Linked DNA regions of Mus musculus: regions 1 and 3 are each linked to region 2. A link is a contact called in public ChIA-PET and Hi-C data. All regions are on one chromosome and are shown on one strand. The core of a region is the stretch at or near the end of the contact, and the rest is flanking DNA. Distances in the headings are between cores, read along the strand shown.

What was found. A called contact is a pair of places that touch in the nucleus more often than the background predicts. ChIA-PET counts read pairs in DNA pulled down with a chosen protein or histone mark.
Region 1: an RNA polymerase II ChIA-PET map of effector CD8 T cells shows a contact between it and region 2, with 5 read pairs. The contact joins the enhancer-like site here to the promoter of Arfgef2 in region 2. A contact is called at or near these places in 4 of 39 promoter capture datasets (the 3T3-L1 cell line, embryonic stem cells, hippocampal neurons and 1 more), 4 of 115 datasets of contacts at active chromatin or transcription factors (bone marrow-derived macrophages, effector CD8 T cells and stem cell-derived neural progenitor cells) and 2 of 9 other capture datasets (liver and macrophages).
Region 3: a Hi-C map of CD8 T cells shows a contact between it and region 2, with 4 times the contacts expected there. The contact joins the promoter of Slc9a8 here to the promoter of Arfgef2 in region 2. A contact is called at or near these places in 2 of 39 promoter capture datasets (liver and pre-B cells), 1 of 484 Hi-C or Micro-C datasets (CD8 T cells) and 1 of 115 datasets of contacts at active chromatin or transcription factors (memory CD8 T cells).

Annotation. Positions count from the first base shown.
Region 1 is chr2:166,226,241-166,229,127 of GRCm38.p6, reverse strand. No RefSeq gene overlaps it. Among named protein-coding and RNA genes, the nearest start is that of Gm30536, 33 kb to the right of the region's middle. Within about 2 kb of position 1,392, at least 37 of the 459 cell types and tissues checked have an H3K27ac peak or open chromatin away from gene starts, as enhancers often do. A contact at or near this core is called in bone marrow-derived macrophages and effector CD8 T cells, where this site is marked.
Region 2 is chr2:166,804,246-166,807,366 of GRCm38.p6, reverse strand. It overlaps Arfgef2 (ADP-ribosylation factor guanine nucleotide-exchange factor 2 (brefeldin A-inhibited)), which reads right to left and starts at 1,786. Exons shown (of 39, transcript NM_001085495.2): 1 at 1,532-1,786. The coding sequence starts at 1,652.
Region 3 is chr2:167,420,260-167,423,242 of GRCm38.p6, reverse strand. It overlaps Slc9a8 (solute carrier family 9 (sodium/hydrogen exchanger), member 8), which reads right to left and starts at 1,533. Exons shown (of 17, transcript NM_148929.3): 1 at 1,478-1,533. The coding sequence starts at 1,491.

The DNA of each region.
Region 1 (2,887 bases), core at 143-2,642, 580 kb after region 2:
TCGGTTGTAACCAGTTGGGCTGGACTGTGCTGAGTTGGGTTTGTTGAGTTCCACTGAGCTGGCGTGGAAAACTGAGTCACTGCAAATTTCATTCACTCTCCAGCTTTCCCATCAGCAGAAGCTGGTCCCTCTGTCAAGGTGATTTTCCCTCTCTGTTGCTTCCACTAGACTCTCATATGTCCCCTATCCAGACTCTGTGACTCACCCCCTCCCTACCGGGCCCCCAGTCTCTGTCCATCATATCCCCACATGCCTGGTGCCTGGCTCTGGCTTTCAAACCCTAAGCCCCACACACATTCAGAAATTGTTTGATCAAAGGATCAAAGTAATGACAAAGCCAGGTAGGAGGGCACCGAGGAGCCCAGGAGACACAAGCCAGGTATTTGATGTCCACTTCCCCCTTGGAGAAGATCAGCTCTAGGAGGATTGTGTGCCCTGACTTTGCCCTTGACCAACCCAACCCAACCCAACCTAATCCATCCCTCTGGAGAGGAGGGTTCAGAAAGCCTGTGGACACGGCCTTGAGGCCAAAATGGGAAGGGGAAATGACTCAGCTGAGCCCAGGAGGAAGGTCTCAGCTGGCAGATCCACATCCATCCAATGAGCGTGACAGAGTGTCTCTACGCACCTCCGTCTCTGCCCAAAAGCACAGGCCACAGCATCCATTGCAGACTTGAGCTCACGGGGGGGGGGGGGGGGCGATGCAGAGGGAGCCTGGGTGGATGGCAAATAGGGAGAACACAGTTCTTGGCTTCCAGAGATGACATACAGAAGCCACAGCCTAAGATGGCCATGAGCTTAGCCTATGAGAGGGAGGAAAGGGGTGATCTATAGTGGAGATCTACAGGGGTGATCTATAGTGGTGATCTACTGGGATGACCAGCCTGGAGGAGCAGACAAGAGAAGGAGGTGTAGCCAGAGGGGTTTTCTAGGATCCACAAAGCCCAGGGCACAACTCCTCCGCTCATGAATACAAACATTGCATCCTTCTGCATCCACACTGAACTTCGGGGTAGTTTTTGTTTGTTTAATGTTTCTGAATATTTGATGAGAATAATTTTTTTAAAAAAATATATAGTAAAGGGAAGAACTTTTAAAAAGTTGGAGATTCATCTCTGCCGTGTTTGAACCAGTTTCTCAAAGATAAAGTCATAACTATTTCACAAACATCAAATAACCATGTGTCAAAATTTTATTTAACTCAGTAGCTAGTGAAAGATCTGGGAAGATTTTAGAGACAATTCAAGTAGACTAAGCTGTCTGGCTGTTGAGCCCCCAGGGATCCTCCTGTCCCCACCTTGCCAGTACTGAGATTCCAGGCTCACCCCACTGCACCAGCTTCTCTCTATGTTCTCATGCTTACACCGACTGGGCAGGGACTTTCCCAGCCAGCCATCCCTCGGCGCTTGGTGTTTCTTTGATGTCTGTGGAGTGTGTCACGCCCTGTGGCCACCCCACGCCTGTCCTGAGTCTCCTGAGGTCTCAAGCAGGTAGTGTCTGAGGTTGACATCTTGCTGCTTTTAAAGCCACAGGTTCACACATCTCTTAGGAGCCTCACATCACAGAAGTGTTTAGATACTTTTTTTTTTGCATACTAATATTGTCCTTTTTCTACTCTAAGCAGTGTCCTGCGAGTCAGTTCCTTTGATCTGTTCTTGAGTATAGCGTTAATGGTGCCTATACTGGTTATTCTGTTTCTATACCTCATTCTGCAGTAAGAGAGCATCCTGAGATAAGATGTAGGAGGAAGGGTGGACGGAGAGCTAATAGTGTGGGAGGGCAGGCAGCCACCTTCCCATGGCCTACAGCTTCTGTGTTTCTCTCCCCGATAACAAGAGCCCAGTTCTTTTCAGGAGAACAAGGCCTTCCCCCACACACTCAGGAAGGCCTGCCAATCAGGGTGACTGGCCCCTCACCCAGGCAATGTGTGCTTTCTTCCTGGAAGCTGCTCATTAAGTGGGGTGACCAAAACATCACAAGCAGTTGAAACTGGCCCCTCTGTGGCCAAATCTGTTCCTGTTGCTCACAGAGAGCCCTGACCCAAAACGAAAGAAAACAAACCATGAACAGAAATACCATTGAAAAGGCTGAAAGGTCTGCTGGGGGTGGGGAGTGCCCCACCAACTGGGGGTGGGGAGTGCTCCACCAGCATGCATAGGGTCGCAGGTTCAATCCCCAGTAGAGGGGGGCAGGGAGAAAGGCCTACAAAGAATGTTAATGAAGTGCACTGGAGTGGCCAAGGAGGACCTGAGTTGGAATTCCCAGCTCCCATGTAAAAGGTCAGACATGGCTGTAAGTGTGCCTCACACCCCAGTACCGTGGGCATGGGAGACAGGAGGATCTCAGGGTCTGGCTGGCTAGCAAGACCATAGACCAAGACCAAGACATAGAGCAAAACACCAGAAGACATCCTACACACTCACACACACACACACACACAGGGGAGGAAAAATCTATTAATCTGGGGCAAAAGAACATTTAGTTCATCCTTGGACAACTACTCTCATTCACCAAGTTTTAGCCAGGTCCTCTAGGCTTCTTTGCAACCAGGCCTGAACTTTGAACTTTGACCCTGGCCTCACCAGACCTGCATCCCTGCAAGAATCCCCACCTCACACCTGCTTGGCCTATCCCCAGCAAGGACCCTGCTGATCTACCAAGAATTGATCCACACAGCGGGAATCCTTGAAAACCTCCTCCAGGACCTTCGACCTGCCTCCAGTAGTGAAACTCTACTGTTTTGAGGTGGCTAGAGTGGAGCCCTCACTTTCCTATTGTAACAAATGCTTGATGGGACATGCCACCCATGATTTGTCACAAGTCTGACACAAGATCTGTGTTTATGTAACCGAGCTCATGTGATGTGGTGATTAGCCCCTTTAAGAGG
Region 2 (3,121 bases), core at 537-3,036:
GGCAAGAATGGAGTCTAGGAGGGTTCAGCCTGAGGCTCATGCCTCCCTCACAGCTGCTTTTCCAATGCTTACCCTACATTCCTGATAGAACAAAACCCAACTCTTGGCCCTGGTTTTCAAAACAGAAAAGCTTTAACATTTAGGTCTCAGTAAATCCCTTCCACAGACCCTGAATTTCACAAGATTAGCTGCTCAGGATTACACAGGCCTCAAGCAACCCCCAAGATCAACAACAGTTTCTGACCCTTAGGGACTCTCAAATGCTTCCCACATATTTGAGGCCTGAATCTTATTCACCGGGAAGTGCAAAGCTCACAAATCCATTCCAAGGTCTCAAGTGGACGTTCTCCTGCACCCATGGAGAAGAGTGACTAACAGAAACTCAGCCCTTCTGTTTACTCAACCTTTTAGGACAACAGGCCTTTTAACCAAATCCCATGGATTGCACAGGGCGATGAATTCACAGGGAGACAGCTCTGGTCAAATGTCCTGACGCTCTCCGTCCACAACTTTTTTCCTCTTGAACCTCCACACAGTCGACATTTCTTACCTTTCAGACCTGGGCTCAAATGTCACACTTTCAGACAAGACTACTTTCCTGACCATCCAACCTAAAGCAGACCTCAGGTCCTCTGTATCACTTAAGTCTTTTTTCTGACAGCAGTACTTATTAGTACTGTTTTGTCTGCTCTATCAGAACCTAAGAAGATCCACAGGGACAAAGGATTCCATTTCTCCTTCATAGACATCTCCTCAGTACCTGCTACACAGGCTCTCGAGAAGTAACTAAAGATAGGAGACTGATGTTGGTGTCAACTACCGAGCTTTTACCTAGTTAGGAGCTAGAGACTTCTGTCTTTCCACAATCCATGGATCCATTCAACCAGCAAATATTTACTGAGCAACTACTGTGTGCGAAGCACTGTCATAAATGCACAGGACACCGCATTGAAGCAATCAGACAAGTATCTTTGCTCTACAGAACCTTTATTTTAGGGACCCGCCCTAAAATGAGTAGAAGTCGTACACGCTGTCCAATGCCTGAAATATAGATCATCTTACATCCCTTCCAGGCGAAGCGCCCTGGGAACCCCAATGTTCTCCAGTGAGACATTTCCCAAACAAGCCTCCGGGGTTCCTCGGCACCAACCGGGCAGCTCTCTGACCTGCTCTGATCGCTCCCGTGGGAGAGCCCCCAACCAGCATAGTGGCGCTGAAGGAAAAACTTAAGATCGAGAGCTACTGCTTCAGAGGACTTGGAGATGGTGAGGGGAGGAACCAGGAAACGGGACAAGGAGTCGTGGCAAGGGCCCCAGGCAGGGAAGCTGGAAAACCAGCCGTGGCTGTCACCAACTTGCTAGGTGACCTTGGGCCAGTCTCGGCCGCCCCAACACCAGCTCCCACGGGGACAGCGAGCGGAAGAGGACGGGAGGGTGGGATTCGGGCTGGGAGGAGTGGAGGGCAGCAGGCCCGGAGGGTAACGGCCGGCGTGGGGAAGCCGGCGCGGGCCAGGCCGGGGTGGCTCACTCACCGAGCGCCACCTGGCAGGCCCTACGCAGCTGGGAGTGCTGGGGCCGCTTCACCTCCTTGTCAGCTAGGATCTTCTCCAGGGCCCGGGACACGAACATGCTCTTGGTCTGGCTTTCCTGCATGGCCCCGGCCTGCGGGGGCCGGCGACCCCGCGAGCCGGCGGTGCGAGCGAGCAGGAGAGCGAGGCTGAGGGCCCGGCGACCCGGCCGGCACCGGCCGCGTCCGTGCGCGCCGCCCTGTCAGGAAGAGACGCCCCGGCCCCACGGCGCCGCCAAGTTGCAGCGCGTCACGTGACCACGTGACTGGCGGTGTCGCTGCGTCTGCTGAGCGTCGGTCGACCCTGTGACCCCAAGGGTGGGGGGCCGGCCGGGAGGCGGAGCCAGAGTGGGGTGGAGTTCTGTGGGTGGGGCGGGTGGGCGGGGCAGTAGACCTGTGGTGGGGCGTGGTCTGTTCGGTTGGGGCGGGGCCTACGCGAGTGGTGCTGGTCCGGGCGTGTCTAAGTAGTATAACCGGGCCAGGTAGGGGAGTGATGGTCAATGACTATGAAGGGGAAGAAAATGCAGGTCAAAGCCTATAGACATGGGCAGCCCTGAAGGAAAGATGCAAGTGATCGGAGGTAGGAAGAGACTAAGAGCATGCGCTAGATATGCTGAGAAAAGCGAAAGAGGGAGTAAAGGGGAAAGAAAAAAATCGTAAAAAGAATTAGTGAGGGCTGGTGAGATAGCTCAGTGTTTAAGAGCACCGACTGCTCTTCCAAAGGTCCTGAGTTCAAATCCCAGCAACCACATGGTGGCTCACAACCACCCGTAATGAAATCTGATGCCTTCTTCTGGAGTGTCTGAAGACAGCTACAGTGTACACATAATAAATAAATAAATAAATAAATAAATAAATAAATCTTTAAAAAAAAGAATTAGTGAGAGTAATAATAGTCGAGAGAAGAGAGATGGGCAAAAGGAAGTGAATGGAATGAGAGAGGTGACAGAGAGTAGGGAAGGTCAGATGCCGGATCCAGGAAGGGCAGAGAAATCAGGGATGGAAAGGAGGCTCAGGGAAGTTAAGAACCAGGACTGAGGATGAAGCCAGAAGGGAAGAGAGAAGAGAGAGGAGGGGAGGGGAAAGAAGGGTAGGCTGGAAGGTATATTCACGGTGTCTATCTCTTCCAGATTTGTATCTCTGACAGCAAACCACACCAGCCCTGGACACAGTCCTGCTGCCACAGGAGAGAGAGCTCCTGGCGGGCCAGTTTGTAAGAAGTAATCCTTCTGTCGCTAGAGTTTTACTTGTTTGTTTTGTTTGTTGTTGTTGTTTTGATACAATCCTGATGTGTATCGCCGGCTGTCCTTGACCTTGAACTCAATGTCCTCTCTGGGATGAGGGACTGAGTTGCATATTTTACATACCAAAGCTGACCTGGCCTCCAGGTTCTCCCAGCATCCCTCAGTCCCTACCTGGCATCCCCTGCTCCCAACCCTGAACTTTCCAGCACAAGGGTTGGGCTGCCCTTCTCCTTCCTTTTCACTCAGAGGCAGAGGCTCTTCCAGACATTTTGGCTTCTCTCTCTCTCTCTCTCTCTCTCTCTCTCTCTCTT
Region 3 (2,983 bases), core at 284-2,783, 620 kb before region 2:
TCTACACAGAGAAACCTTGTCTGGGGTTGGGGGGAGGAGGATGCTCTCTGCCCCTTGAACTTAACGAGGGTAGCAGGGTATGTTAATCCATGCCTGTAATCTCTGCACTTGGGAGACAGATGCAGGAAAGCTAAGAGTTCAAGACCAAGGTCACCCTGGCCTACATACTGATACTCAGTGAGGACCAGTTTTATGGGCTACATGAACCTGTCTCAAAAAGAAAAACACAAACAGACTTCTAGGGTGGAACTGGAGTCTCCCTACACCCCAGTTTCAGTATTATTTACTTTCCTAGTCTACAATCTCCTTGAATTTTGGGTGCAGTGTGTGTGTTTGACTAAACTAGGGATTGACCTCAGGAATGGTGGGCAAGATTCCAGCCTTTAACTGACCAAGTCAGCTGAATCTGCCCCGTTTTTCTCCCTAGAATGCCCTAACCTACCCTACCAAACCCTTCTGGAATCTCAAATGGCTCAAGTTTCCTGCTCTGGAACATCCCACTCTATGCAAGGCTTCCGCCTGTGCTCTTAAGGTTAGGTCTGTAAACTAATGTAGTAGTGATGGAATTGTGACCACTGAGCACTGCCTCATTCCAGGACCCCATAAACTGATCAAGCTTCAAGCCCACATCTCAAAGCATTTGGCTCTGTATTACCTCTTTTATCTTGTCCTGCTGAGACTATGTGAATGTCTGGGACAGTACAGCTACACAACAAGATCTAATGACTTTCGCTCCTCAGTGGCCGAAGAGCTACCTGAAATGCTCTTAGTTAAAGTTCGGTATCAATTAAGGGGTTCCTTGTTAATTTTCTGGGGCTCATTTCAAAGAGAGAATTTGTAACACACAACAGTGTCCTGCCAAGCATGAAGATGGACTCGGGCCTTTTTAACACGTCATCTTCCCCATCTCTCCTCTAAGATTTCAAGCTGCGGGTCACGAGACGTCTTTCTCCCACCTAGGGTGGGCTCCTCTTCCCTCATGCTACCCAATTTCCATCCAAGCATCTGGCAAGGTCCAAAAACACCCAGTCCACACAAAAGTCTCCCACTAAAGCCTCGTGGCGGCTCCCTGCGGGCGGCTCCTGACGCCCAGGGCCGAGAAAAACGGTCAACTAGCAGTCAATGAATCAAAGAAACCTGCTGGGGGCAGACAAGAACAATGAAGGTTGCTGATGGTTACGGGGGATGCCAGGGGCTGCTCGTGGCAACGGGAGAACTTCCTGGATCAGGAGGAGGAGAGCCAGGGAACCCTGAGATAACCGGAAACCGGGAGCAGGAAGGACGTTCGCGGCTTCCGCCAGGCCTGCGCGTGGTCAGCAATGTCGGACCTCCGGGAGGCCTCAGGGCCCATGTTCTCATCCCGCCCCCCGCCAACCCTGGCTAGGTGGGCCCGCGCCACTCCACCCGGGCGCTCCAGGCCCGCTGTCGCCCGCCGGCCCGGCCCTGCCGCCTCCGCTACCCGAAGCCGCGCACTCACTCCTCCTCCGCCATCTTCTCCCCTATCCTGCGAGCTTCCGAGACTACAGAGTTCGGCGCCGCAGGGCTAGCGGGGCCGGCGGCTGCTTCCGGTTTCCGCTGCGGGCAGGGGCGGGGCTTGGCCTCCCAGGGCGACCCTCTGCGCTGTCCTCTCTGTGGCCTGGGAGTGGGACGACCTCTGGGGCTTTCTGTGGGCTTTTTCCGGCCAGGCTGTGTGACGATCTGGCCTTGGGACATCCGGACTTTTTTTTTTTTTTTTTTTTCCGGTCCCCGGGCGGGAAAGATTTGGAGGAAACTTTTGAGATCTGGGTGACTCAGCTGTGAGCCAAGCCGTCCGCCCCGCGTGAGAATCCCAGGGCTCAGAATGGGGGAAAGTGGTTTCTCTGGGCGTCCGGGCCGGCTGTGCGGAGCGGAGGGAGTCCGCAGGCGCGTTCCGAGGCGGCCTCAGTTTCCCCTGCTGTGGGGAGAGTAGACAGAGGGTCTTTGAAACGCTAGACAGTGTACTTACTCCGATTATAAAAGTTGAGAGCTAGCAAGGCAGAGGTTGGACATTCCCCATTGGTTTATTGGTTGGTGTGGTAGATGTGAAAATGAGATCCAGGACAACTTGAGGGGTTTCATTCTCGCCTTCCTCCGTGTTGGTCCTCGGCATTGAACTCTGGTAATACGGGTTGGCGGCACCGCCTTTACTCATTGAACTATCCCAACAAATTTTTCTTAACCTTTGTGTGTGCGGGGGTGGGTGGGGTACATTAGGAGGTCCCAGGTTATCAGATGTCTTCCTTACTCACGCTCCACCTTAGTTATGAGACAGTGAACCTGAAACTAGGGACGCGACATAGTGGCTAGCCAACAACTCCCAGGGATCCTCCTTCTCAGTCTCCCTGTCCCTATGGTTACAGATGCCAACAGCTATCCCTGGCTTCTGTGTGGATGTTGGGAATACCAACTGAGGTCCTCGTGCTTGCGTAGCAAGCGCATTGCCCACTGGGCTTTCAACACCGAAGATAACTTGAACTGTCTAGTCTGTATTGCTTAAAACTGGCCTGGTACTGCTGAGGTCTTTATGGGACCTTCTGGGTGTTCTCCTTCAGGGCCCCTTCCACCCTAGGTAGTTCCCCCCCCCCCCCCCACTTAATAACGCTTAACAGATATGTCACTTTCCCAAAGAACGATCCTTCTGTCTCATCCTCTTGAGCAGTTGGGACTGGAGGGTGAGAGACACCCCTCCCCACCCCCATTCAGGCATCTGTCTACTTCTGTACAGGGGTGGAACCTAGGGCAACACATATGGCAGGCAGGTGGTCTTCCATTCAGCTAACATGCCCAAGTTCTCTGTAGAGACCTACTGTATGCTGAGATGTACCTTGTGGGGTTCAGACTATACAAAGGAACTAGGAAAGCCAGGTATAAGGCAAGATAAAATTAAACGAACAAGGGAAGCCTCACACATTAGCTGAGAACAAAAATTCCAGCACAATTAATGTGTGCCAAGAAGGCTGCCCAC